Regions from separate parts of the Hordeum vulgare genome. Here region 1 is linked to region 2. Evidence: chromatin contacts called from public Hi-C data. All regions are on one chromosome and are shown on one strand. Each heading gives the region's core, a stretch centred on a gene start, on an enhancer-like site or on the middle of the called end of the contact. The rest is flanking DNA. Distances are from core to core; before and after follow the strand shown.

Region 1 (6,545 bases), core at 2,274-4,773, 510 kb before region 2:
GTATGGCAGGTAGGTTCCAGAGTAATCCAGGAGTGGATCACTGGACAGCGGTCAAGAATATCCTGAAGTACCTGAAAAGGACTAAGGAGATGTTTCTCGTGTATGGAGGTGACGAAGAGCTCGCCGTAAAAGGTTACGTCGATGCAAGCTTTGACACAAACCGGATACGTATTTATTCTTAATGGGGGTGCGGTAAGCTGGTGCAGTTCCAAGCAAAGCGTCGTAGCAGATTCTACATGTGAAGCGGAGTACATGGCTGCCTCGGAGGCGGCTAAGGAGGGTGTCTGGATGAAGCAGTTCATGACGGATCTTGGAGTGGTGCCAAGCGCACTGAATCCAATAACCTTGTTATGTGATAACACGGGTGCCATTGCCTTAGCAAAGGAACCACGGTTTCACAAGAAGACCAGACACATCAAACGACACTTCAACCTCATCCGCGACTACGTCGAGGGAGAGGACGTAAATATATGCAAAGTGCACACGGATCTGAATGTAGCAGACCCGCTGACTAAACCTCTTCCACGGCCAAAGCATGATCAACACCAGAACTGTATGGGTGTTAGATTTATAACAATGTAATTCACATGATGATGTGAGGGCTAGATTATTGACTCTAGTGCAAGTGGGAGACTGTTGGAATTATGCCCTAGAGGCAATAATAAATATAGTTATTATTATAATTCCTGTATCAAGATAATCGTTTATTATCCATGCTATAATTGTATTGAATGAAGACTCATTTACATGTGTGGATACATAGACAAAACACCGTCCCTAGCAAGCCTCTAGTTGGCTAGCCAGTTGATCAAAGATAGTCGGTGTCTTCTGATTATGAACAAAGTGTTGTTGCTTGATAACTGGATCACGTCATTGGGAGAATCACGTGATGGACTAGACCCAAACTAATAGACGTAGCATGTTGATCGTGTCATTTTGTTGCTACTGTTTTCTGCGTGTCAAGTATTTATTCCTATGACCATGAGATCATATAACTCACTGACACCGGAGGAATGCTTTGTGTGTATCAAACGTCGCAACGTAACTGGGTGACTATAAAGATGCTCTACAGGTATCTCCGAAGGTGTTAGTTGAGTTAGTATGGATCAAGACTGGGATTTGTCACTCCGTGTGACGGAGAGGTATCTCGGGGCCCACTCGGTAATACAACATCACACACAAGCCTTGCAAGCAATGTAACTTAGTGTAAGTTGCGGGATCTTGTATTACGGAACGAGTAAAGAGACTTGCCGGTAAACGAGATTGAAATAGGTATGCGGATACTGACGATCGAATCTCGGGCAAGTAACATACCGAAGGACAAAGGGAATGACATACGGGATTATATGAATCCTTGACACTGAGGTTCAAACGATAAGATATTCGTAGAATATGTAGGATCCAATATGGGCATCCAGGTCCTGCTATTGGATATTGACCGAGGAGTCTCTCGGGTCATGTCTACATAGTTCTCGAACCCGCAGGGTCTGCACACTTAAGGTTCGACGTTGTTTTATGCGTATTTGAGTTATATGGTTGGTTACCGAATGTTGTTCGGAGTCCCGGATGAGATCACAGACGTCACGAGGGTTTCCGGAATGGTCCAGAAACGAAGATTGATATATAGGATGACCTCATTTGATTACCGGAAGGTTTTCGGAGTTACCGGGAATGTACCGGGAATGACGAATGGGTTCCGGGAGTTCACCGGGGGGCCAACCCACCCCGGGGAAGCCCATAGGCCATAAGGGTGGCGCACCAGCCCTTAGTGGGCTGGTGGGACAGCCCAAAAGGGCCCTATGCGCCATAGAGATAAAAATCAAAGAGAAAGAAAAAAAAAGGGAGGTGGGAAGGAAGGGAAGGACTCCCACCCACCAAACCAAGTCCAACTCGGTTTGGGGGGGGAGCCTTCCCCCCTTGGACTCGGCCGACCCCCTTGGGGCTCCTTGAGCCCCAAGGCAAGGCTCCCTCCCTCCCACCTATATATACGGAGGTTTTAGGGCTGATTTGAGACGACTTTTCCACGGCAGCCCGATCACATACCTCCACGGTTTTTCCTCTAGATCGCGTTTCTGCGGAGCTCGGGCGGAGCCCTGCTGAGACAAGGTCATCACCAACCTCCGGAGCGCCGTCACGCTGCCGGAGAACTCTTCTACCTCTCCGACTCTCTTGCTGGATCAAGAAGGCCGAGATCATCGTCGAGTTGTACGTGTGCTGAACGCGGAGGTGCCGTCCGTTCGGTACTAGATCGTGGGACTGATCGCGGGATTGTTCGCGGGGCGGATCGAGGGACGCGAGGACGTTCCACTACATCAACCGCGTTCACTAACGCTTCTTCTGTACGATCTACAAGGGTACGTAGATCACTCATCCCCTCTCGTAGATGGACATCACCATGATAGGTCTTCGTGCGCATAGGAAAATTTTGTTTCCCATGCGACGTTCCCCAGCAGTTCCGCCGTCACGGGTCGCAGCTCAGCCGTGATGGATGTAGGAAAACGTTATGCCGGTTGAAACATTTTTATATATTGTTGAAGCTTTTTCTATCAACGATTGCAACAAACGCGAGCATGGTTCTGCCGTCACGGGTCGCAGCTCAGCCGTGATGGATGTAGCAAAACGTTATGCCGGTTGTAGCAAAATGAAACACCGATTGTAGCAAAAGCCGCGACGCCATGTGCGATGTAGCCAAATGCGACACCGGTGGTAGCAAAATGCGGTGTCGGTTGTATCAAATTTCGATGCCGGTTGAAGCATGTAGTAAATTACGCCTTCGGCCATGGATGCGACTTAGCGGGCCATGCGCGTTGCAGCTCCGGTCGCCATAGAGCAGTTGAGAGAGGGGAAATCGAGGGGAGGACAATGGTTCGGTGGTAGGCTTCGAGGGTGCTCGCTGGAGGAGATCGTTGGGGTAGGATTTCCCATGGCAACCGGGAGGTTGGCAAAAAGGAAAGAGAAGGACCCGGGGATGAGGAAAGAGATAACGTGGTAGGCCCTGTAGCCACGAGCGAGTGGATGAGACCGCTCCACGTCGGCTGAAAAGGTTTACCATAGAAAATACTAAGATAATAGTGTATTTTTTTTTCTCTATGCATGTGATGCTACTTGAAAATGTTGTTTTGAATTGTAATATATTTAATGCAATCAAACTATATTTTTATTCATGTCAATGTTAACATATATTTATATATTAATCGAGACGTGCATTTACACTTACTACTAGTTTCAGAAAAGAGTCTCGGTTTAACTCCTGATATTGGCGGTAAAAGTAACCAGGAGAGACGTTTACGAACGGCAAACAGTAAATGGACGCATCCAACGGTCAGAGCGCCTCCCCTTGAGCTAGCATGGAGCGAGCAGAGCCGTTGGATCGGCTTCGATGGCGGCTCCGCTGTAATTTTGCCGAATCGCCGGGGATACTCCCGGGCTTTCGCGGCGAAGAAGTACTACGTACGCCCCGACTCGCGAGATGGCATGGCAGTTCTGATGCAACAGCGACAAGAACAATAATGGAGTTGCAGAATTGCTTTTGTTTCCGACAGCAACTCCTGTACCACGTGACGTGAAGCAGCTTTGGACTGTGGCTTGGGCAGCCAACCAAGAACCAACAAACCAAGCCTGCCACCCACTCCTCCCAGGCCGCCGCTTGATCCCCCGCCCGCCGTCGTCGCGGCGATGTCTCCCGCCTCCGCGCGCGCCCTCACCGTCGACTCCCTCAACCCAAAGGTACGTACGTAGCAGGCCTCTGCCGCCGTCCGATCCACAACCCACAGCAGCTTCCGTGCTCCAAGTCCAATGCTGCTGCTGGTGGCTGGTTGGTTTTGCAGGTGCTGGCGCTCTCGGATCACCTCGGGGGCGCCGTGGCCCGCCGCGCGCAGGTATCATCCCCAAAATCGCTATTTTCCAAGACATTCAAATCCCTGAGAGAGAAACGGAAGCTGCTGTATCCGTATATGTGTGTGTCTGAGCCGCTGTACACGAGACAGAGCCATGTTAAATTGCCACTCTACTACTGTAGTAGTATTTTGCACCTAGCTTTGGCAGATCATGCAAATCAAGTGATCCTCTCTTCTGTTCCTTGGTGAGGTGTCCAGCGCATGCAGAAAGAGCTAGAAACAAATCCAGGTGTATACCCTTTCAATGAGGTATGTTCCTGTGAATCCCATCACGTTATTGCAAAACAAACTGAACATTCCTGTGGACCTCATCACATCATTGAAAAACAATTCAATATCATCTTCCACTGAAACTTTCCCCAAATATCATCTACTTCTGTTAGTGTTCCTACCATTTTTTTTATCGTTTTACTGTGATTAATTTTTCCATTTCTTCCGGCAGATAATCTATTGCAACCTTAGCAATCCACATTACCTCGGACAACAGCCAATTAAGTTCTTCCGTGAGGTTGGCGATTTGCTCCATATGAACTCTTGTATTAACATTCTCGTTTCTCCATGCTCTGATGCTTTCTTGTCTTCCAGGTTCTTGCCTTGTGTGATTACCCGCATCTTCTAAACTGCAGTGTAACTAGTTCCATATTCAGGTAATTAACACCACGCATCATATGGGCAAGATGCATTCATATTCATAAGCGGTAGTTCAACTCGATTGTTTTCTGTTGCAGTTCTGATGCAATAACAAGGGCAAGAGAGATATTAGACCTCATTCCTGGGAGAGCAATGGGAGGATACAGCCACTGTCAGGCAAGATCGGGAACCCTGAACCTATTTTCACAAATGCAGAAATGAGACCTGACACTTTTCACCTCTAGGGTACTGAAGGGTTGCGAAATGCAATTGCTGCTGGAATAGCCACTCGTGATGCTTTCCCATGCAATGCGGAGGACATTTTCCTGACAGATGGAGCATCCGCGCCGGTACTATTTGATCCACCATATGCGGAGCAATTCCTTCGTCCACCATCTTATGCATAACACTCTGAATAATAGTTGGAGATATTGTGCTCCTCTGCTACTGCTGGGCATCCTGACAGTGTTATATCTCATACGCTGTCAAACTACTTTGTGGAAGCTCCTTCTGCACTTTAGTCATTAGCACTACTTTTTTTATGAACCTCGTTCTTATCACTATTATGATGATTGACTTAAAGCACCTACTATGCCATGATAACATGATCAATGTCACTAAACATCCAAGATTCAAGTTATTTTTATCTCTCCCTTTCCTTTTTTTCGGATGTTATTCTTGACAATCGAGTTGTTTGTTCGATTTCCAAACAGGTTCATATGGTAATGCACCTATTGATACGAGATGAAAAAGACGGCATCCTTTGCCCAATTCCATCACACTTTCTGTACACAAGCTCAATGATCCTGTGTGGTGCTACTCTTGTATGTATCACGTTAGTAGATCGAAATGTATCCACATCAACTAAGTTTTTACTGGTTGCCAATCTGTAGTAAAAAAAATATAATATCTGCTTTCTCAGGTACCATATTACCTTGACGAATCACGAGATTGGGATGTGAGTATTTCGGACCTCAAGAAGCAGCTGGATGGTGCCCGATCTCAGGGCATCAATGTTAGGGGACTTGTGGTTGTAAATCCAGGCAACCCTACTGGACAGGTGTGTTCACTGATCATTGACCTGTGCAATTTTTATATTTTCTGAAAGCGTTAATGTGGTTAAATTGTACATAGGTTCTTGTGCGGGAAAACCAGTGTGAAATAGTGGAATTCTGCAGGAATGAAAACCTTGTTCTTCTAGCAGATGAGGTGAGGTTTTTGGATCTTTCTTAATAAGAATCTATATAATTTTCTTGAATTTTTGTGTATCTAACCGGCTGTATCTTTTTCTTGAACGTACTGGTAGGTTTACCAAGAAAATGTTTACACAGATGAAAAGAAATTTATCTCTTTCAAGAAGATAGCACGGTCCATGGGTTTTGGTGAAGGAGATGTTTCCTTAATATCATTCCATTCAGTTTCTAATGGTATATGACATTTCGTACTTCCTTTTATCCATGTTTTTCTCAGTTATACACAACTCTTTTGTTAGGTGCACTCATGAGAAAGATTTCTTATAAACATTGGACTTTCAACTCATTGAGTAAAGCCACCGTAAGGAAGTTTTTGCAAATGCAAACTTGCACTTTGGTTATGTCAATATAATCATACTCCCTCCGTCCCAAAGTAAGTGTCTCAACTTTATACTACCTTTACAATAAATTTATAATAAAGTTGAGACACTTACTTTAGGATGGAGGGAGTACTAATGTAATGCCTTTTTTCCTTGAACATTGGTAACCTAATGATATGCTTATTCTAATTTGAAGCCATAACTTGAACGTGAACCGAGGACTTAACTCCATATCAAGCACGCCATGCGCTCTTTGTCTATTGGCCTTCTATTAAAATTTCCAGGCACTGGCTTTTCTCCCTTTGCTTAATATAAGGAGTGTCTGGCATACTGTATTGTGCTGTATATCAAACCAAGTGTGGCGCATCATGATTTCTTCCTATTTCCAAGTAAATCTGAACTATTGGGGGATGAAGTGTCATACACCACAAATTATCGAACGGGTC
Region 2 (6,912 bases), core at 707-3,206:
AAACGTGGAGTCTATAATTAATTACCTTGCCTGGCAGCATAAGCTCTTAATGATGTTGGTTGGCACATGAAAGAATTGCATCAGAGCATAAGGTCACGAGTATATAGACTCTACATGCTCATTTTATTATTAAAGGAGTGGTGCTGGTGTGATTAGAATAGGCATGCACTCGCAACCTTAGCGCATTTTGCAAGATGATTGACCTGAACTTGTGTCCTAACTCCTAAGAGAACCTCACCATTCTAATCCACATGTTAGGCCAAGGATTTGCCCTAATATGAATTAACTGCATGCATTGCCTAACAGGGTTGGTCGGTGCATGAAACTCAACTCTCTCCCTAATAATAAAGCAAATACGGTTTCTGGTCGTCCGTCGTGGCATTTTTGTGAAAAAGTCTCTCCGTTTTCAGTTAATCAACCCGCAATCCCTCCTTAAGTGAGGAAAACGTTTCGTCGTGCCACTTTTACAAATAAAATCCCCCGACATTTCCTGAAATCAACCCGCAGTCCGGATTTAAGTCAGAAAACGAATCGTTTTTTGCATTGTTTAGAAAACCCCCTGATGTTTCAAGTAATCAACCCGTCCTACGTATTTATAAAAAACTCTAACTTTTCAGTTAATCAATCCAAATTTTATCTAAAACAAAATTATCCATATCTTTTAAACCATAACTCCGATTTTAACATGTTATATATGAAATTTGATTAAAAAAATATGTAGAATCTAAAGAGGATGTTACTTTTAGCTGTTGAATAGTTCTTAAATATTATTTTCGGTGCAAACTTAATCTGTAGTGTACGGTCCTTTTTTTTCTCTCTTTCCGGCGCCGATACGAATTGCAATAAACATCCATTAAATTAAAAGCAAATTTAGAGGAAAGAAAACATCGTTAGCCACACATGCTCACCTTCGGAAAACCTTGTCGGGAGAAAAACATATTTTTCATCTTATTCCGAGTGCCTGTAAATTCAATCACGTTTTCGTTGTGTGAGCACTAAAGTCATCGTCGGCAACACAAATGTGATGCCATGTGAAAATATATTGCGGAACGTGTGTTATTTCTCTTCCGTTGCAACGCACGGGCTCTTTTGCTATTATAATTCAATGCCAATTACTTGATTCACATCAACCATTGTCCTCCACACATTACAGTGGAACCGAAAGACATGTGCACATTAATCATCACATGCAAAATAACCTGCATGTTATTTAGCACAGCTCATTCCGATGTAGTTTCAATTCCTTTTATGAGTTAAATGGCATATGTAATGAGCCGAATACATGACAGACAATATGTTGAATTCAGACATATCATCGTAATCATGACTATGACCTGTAAGGGATCAACAGCAGCACCCCCTGAGAGGCAACATAATTCATTATCAAGGTGCGGGACTCTACCTGACTGGTCCAATTGATCGAGCGGCGGCCGAGCGGGCGGCGACTGGCGCGGCGCGGGGCGAGCGTGGGGGGCGAGGGTGCTGAAGAGGCGCCACACACGGTGTCCCGCGCACCCAGGACCCAGCCGAATCACGTCGACCGCCACCGCCCGTCAGCACGCACCAACGGCAGGCACGAAGCCGTCGTCCGCTCCACTCCCGAATGCTGCTACTGGCACTGAGATGAAGACGGCAGGAGGTGACCCAGGGAGTATGAGAAAGAGGAGAATGGGGGACAAAATTGAGACAAGGGATTCCTGTGCTTCTTTTTATCATGCGGGGTCGCAGATAACTGCAACAGGTGAATCATTGTGCACGATCTGAGCTGACCAGCAGTTGCCAGGATATGGACGTCACTCGTCAGTTGCCATAGGTGACATCGGCGCGAGGGTGGTAGAGGGAGTGGGGAATAGTTGCTGGGAACGGGAAACAGTGCCACGTCCCCTGTACCAGCGATCGAGACATACCCGGGGCCATGGCAAGAGCCTTCCACTGTCGACAAAAATGATGCCTGACGGAGGCTGGAGTGGACGTCCAGACGCGGTGTCCGGCGGCCCCAGTGGCCGGTGTCGACGCGCGGACTGCGGATACGGTGCTCGGCAGCGGACTGCGGACGCGGTGCTCGGTAGTTGCCCCCGGATGCGGTGCTCGACGGCCGGAAGGCGCCGGCGGCTGGTGTGGACCTGCGGATGCTGTGCCTGGCTTGCCGTTACACATCCTGTTGATTGGAATTTGGGAATCTCTCGTAGGAGCAAAAATCGGTGGGGAGAGGAAGAGGAACGCACGGACGGGGAAGCAGATCACCTGTAGCGGCGGACCACCCGCGAATCGGCATGCGGTGGCCAACGGATTTGGGTCTCGTCCGGGGCAAGTAACATAAGGACGAGTATTTTTTATTTTTATTTTTTCAGCGTAAGCATTATACTTGAGTCGATTAAAAAAGGGATGTGGCCCCGGACTCTTTTATCCAAAGGTTGCGTCTCTAACAAAATATGCATCTAATTAAGGGAGTAAATCCAGTGACAAAGTTAAAAAAATTAAAGTTGCTCACAAAATATCTTAAAGAATTAAGATGGATTGACCTAAAAAAGAGAATAAAAATGGGCACACTATATGTCTAAATTATGAAGCTCCGCGCGGCAACCAGGGCGAAGAAGGATCCTTTTGTGCCACCCTAGCCTTAAGTTTAATCATTGTCGATGGATCTTTCAGCAACCCATTTGTGCATACGCAAAGTTGTAAATTTAAACATCGTCGATTGCTCTTCAATCAGCTCTTCTGTCACCCTAGCCTCAAGTTTTATCATGTGTCACCCGGCTTATTATGTTTATTTGCTTGATATTCTTTTGTCAGTTCGACGCCCTCGCGTAGCTTGTCACTGACATCTTTGTACTGCTCCTATCGATGCAACATCAGATGTCGTGGGTATAAGCCTGACAGTAGATGTGTAGGGTACGAAAAGGATGGGCAAAGCCTTAGCTACGGCGAGGTTGTATGAGTTCAGGCCCCTCTACTGTGGAGGTAATAGCCCTACGTCTCAGTGCTCAGGGAGCTTGTTGTCGAGTGGAATATGGAATACAAATGAGTTGCTAACCTCTCTACCAGCGGGGGAGGGTGGATTATATAGAGTGCGCTGCTCTCCACAACGGTTCCGGTACAGGGGTGGAGTAGTGGCGATTGAATGCGTACGTTACAGGTAACGTACGCCCTAAATGCTAATAAATGCACCTGGAAACGTATGACCGTTTCCCTCTAGGGGGGTTACGATGTACCGAGTGCTATCCAGTCGGTTAGCTTGATATCCTCCGAATGTTAGTCTCCGACTAGATGATCGAGGACCTGTTACCGACTGGATGATGGGGACTCCTTAATTCAGTCGGAGCTGACTAAGGGCCTTGTCCTTTGTGAGGGGTAGTCCTTGGGTAGGACCTACAGGGCATGCCTATGACCCTACCCTAGGACTATAACCCCATCACCAGACTTTTAACCTTGTCCCTGAGAGAGGTGTCACGACGCCGTCCTTCCTAACATCCGAGTCAAACATAAATAGATATATCGGGACACAACAGAACAGTTCGCTTGGAAAAAATATGTACGTCGCTAAAGAGTTACCTTCTAAATCATCGCCCGCGCCATCGGACAATGTCAGACAGTGTTTAAATGTGAGCTGGGATGTTTCTGTTTCAATAAAGGACCACAACATATATGAATGCATGAAGAATCAAATGCATTATGAATCAAAGTAACCAGCCTTACTGGATGCATGATCAACCTCCATGTTGAAGGCTTCAACAATAGAAGTGGTGAATTCTGCTTGTTTCTGATCTTCCTCGTATAAATCTAGTTTTTTGCCAAAAAATCAGAGAAAAAGTATTTTATAATTGCCCCGGACTATTGCTATTTCTCTCATTCCATTGACTGCATAGTAATCCGTTTAAAGTGGCCCAACGTACATTACTACGCGAGAAACATCTAAAGAAATGGAAGTTAGTTTGATAATGATCGTTAGCCATATGTATTGTTTAGAGCAAGAGCGAATTAAATTAGAAATAATACCAATGATCGAGCCGTTGTTTAGATCAAAAACATTCATCTGCATACACAATGTTAACAAAAGAATTAGCGAGCTGATTGCAATTATGATATATACACGTACATCTACATGTCTATACTTTTCCCCTGAATACGATGATCGTACTTCCAATGCAACATACCTTTGAACCGTAGGCGATGTCAGCTAATCGTAGCAAAGAACGACCCTAGTGCTTGTGGTGTGTAGTATGCAAATCGATGTACCGTGCTTCATTTTATAGACGAATACATGCTACAATGCTTGAAGCCATGGGACTTTTGCTAAAAAAAATAAAGGTGGACTGAAACTACACTTCCTGACCGTGCAAATCGTCAACATAAGATGAGGACGCTCCTAGTTGTTAGCTAGTGCCGTAGCTAATGCATGCATGCTTAACAATTTTATTTTTTTTATTTTCTGGACCGTGCCATAGCTGATGCATGCATGCATAACCATCTTGCTGGAAAGACCTGGTTGCACGCCGTCGAGCCTAGTCCCACCGATCCGTCATAATCATACAATTACTAATTAAAGGTTATGATGAGCATGCAGCCGCCAATTAAGCTGCTGGCCAGCCAAGAATCATGGAACCCCTAGAACAGCACTTTTTCATATCCCAAAACGAAATTGCATTGGCAATCATACCCGTGCGCTCGATCGGGTGAGATTTTTAGATTAGGAAATTAGATGAAGGGAAAAAACTTAACATTATACGTGAATTAAGGAGATAAAAAGCCTAAAGTACTTTCATGAAGTCAAGGATTACCATGGTGACGTTAATATCTTCTGCGATACTTTACGATGGCATGTTCAGTTTCGAGAGGACGTTAATATCTCTAGATGGTGACGACAATGCTGATGATTTTCCTAACGATTCAGGTTCTGTGCATACCGTACAGACTGACACAAGTTTCCTTGGTCTTCAAGAAGGGTCTTTCAAGCCAGAAGATGAAAAGGCAATTAATTCCATCTCTCCATATGAGGTTGATACTGAAGAAACAAGTATCTCAAATCATGGTAATTCCAGCTCTGCTTCCTCTCGTAGTGACATCAGCTTCATGGAGGCTCCTCAGCCCCAGGAACTGCCTATAGACGCTGGAAGGGAAAAAGGTAAATGCCCGTGAAAATAACTTTCTGAAAATAGGTCCCTGTTATTGCTGTTATTTGATATGTGCCTTGCTTAGAAAATATTTAGATCTAAAGTGAGTGGTTCTGCATAGAACAATCTGCACTCACTCATAGTGCACTTATTAAATAAGGTGGCTAAGATAGTGTCCTATATGTTTACAGGATCTAAAATCAGAAATAGAAAGAGTGCTATGAAAATAGTGACAGTGCTATTCAAAGTGTAAACAAGGGAAAAAAGTTCAATAACCTTGCTTTATTGATTATTAGACAGTACAGCTATATATATGTTCATCGAATCTGTACTGTCACTTCCTTGGATAAAATGGAATTGGATCTTTATCAACTGATGCCTCTTATTCTTCAGTTTTCCTCAAGGATAAGGAACCAAAAGATGGTGAATCTGAGGACACGAAAGAGACAGTCAAAGATCTGGATTCCGGCCACGAGGTGAGTAGCACTCCCTCAGATGCTGCTTTGAACTTGTATCTTCTTTATTGAGGTGAGTTGTATGATTTTATCTTTTTTGAATTATGGTTGAACGAGGTAACTGAACCCTGCTTACTGGCTTGATATGATTTATGCAGAGGAAACCAGTAGTCACTGGGAGCAGTAATGTATCTGAGCTAGCTGCCTTGCAGTACACCGAGTCGGTTGATGATGATATTGAAACTCTTAGTGATCCTGTACCTTCATGTGTTGCTACAGATATTTGAAGCAGATCGAATGGTAAAGCTGCACATGTTTCAGTACAATGGTCAACTGCTGAATAACCTCACAAGAGTATGTAAAAGCTTGCAACTGGAGTTGCTTCTGTTGTGTTTTTTGTAAAGCTTCTAATACTGGAGAAGTGCAGATTGGAGATTGTTGTTAGTTTTGTGTGCTCAGAGGACGACGGAAAGAAGTCCAATACATGGAGTTTTTGTATAAAGTAAACGAGATTTCTACAAAATCATCATCTGGGGGTGAAAAATTGTAATCGCCTCTGGATTGAGTTGCTTGCGCTTGGAGTGGAAATGTCAGTAAAAAACCTTGTAGTATTTTTTTACCCGTCGTAACACACGGGTTTACATATAACAGAGATTAAATTTTTTTTTCGCCAAAACATATTGCAACATAAAATTCATGTTATAAATATATAGCCACAACATAGCAAAATACAATAAACAAATTCATGAAGTTGAACAAATAAATTTCGATAAAACATACAGTTTGACTACAGGTGTGTAGAGACGGGTCCACTTTTATTATCCGGATTACTAACTCCCGACTTGAGGCACTTGAAAATTTGTCGTATATCATACGGGATGTTGTCTTCAGCTTCATTCGCATGATAGTCGAGCAAATATATCAAAAAATTCTTTCTCAGCTCATAACCATCCTGCATGAACAGTGTATCTCATTAGCATGCAATTATGCTTCATTTTTTTATTAGTATGTGCTATAGGACACTCACCGTGCAATTAACCGTGCAAATTGCACGAACAAATTTGTTCCCATACCATGAGAGCATAAAATGGAAAAGAAAATAACCAGATTCATACCTGTAGATGAATAAACTATCATTATTTTGGGAGTTAATGACAATGAATATAAAATGTGCAAAGTGATTTTCATAGTAACTTACCGGTCTAGGCTCGTTGGAACATCAATTGCTGATAGCGCACCGGAGGATCTACCGCTAGTAAGGCCTTGTCACATGCAAGCATAAGTATAGCCATGTTGAAACAATCAATGTCCAGGGGCTGGTCCTGCAGAGTATACCTTGAATTCTT

What was found. A called contact is a pair of places that touch in the nucleus more often than the background predicts.
Region 1: a Hi-C map of leaf shows a contact between it and region 2, with 5 times the contacts expected there. The contact joins the promoter of LOC123452813 here to the enhancer-like site in region 2. A contact is called at or near these places in 2 of 6 Hi-C or Micro-C datasets (leaf and seedling).

What each region holds. Positions count from the first base shown.
Region 1 is chr5H:48,490,851-48,497,395 of MorexV3_pseudomolecules_assembly, reverse strand. It overlaps LOC123452813 (alanine aminotransferase 2-like), which reads left to right and starts at 3,523. Exons shown (of 15, transcript XM_045129535.1): 1 at 3,523-3,726; 2 at 3,828-3,878; 3 at 4,095-4,145; 4 at 4,339-4,404; 5 at 4,482-4,543; 6 at 4,625-4,703; 7 at 4,772-4,876; 8 at 5,240-5,377; 9 at 5,449-5,586; 10 at 5,661-5,735; 11 at 5,833-5,953. The coding sequence starts at 3,676.
Region 2 is chr5H:47,981,600-47,988,511 of MorexV3_pseudomolecules_assembly, reverse strand. No RefSeq gene overlaps it. Among protein-coding and RNA genes, the nearest start is that of LOC123397626, 15 kb to the left of the region's middle. Within about 2 kb of position 1,956, at least 1 of the 3 cell types and tissues checked has open chromatin away from gene starts, as enhancers often do. A contact at or near this core is called in leaf, where this site is marked.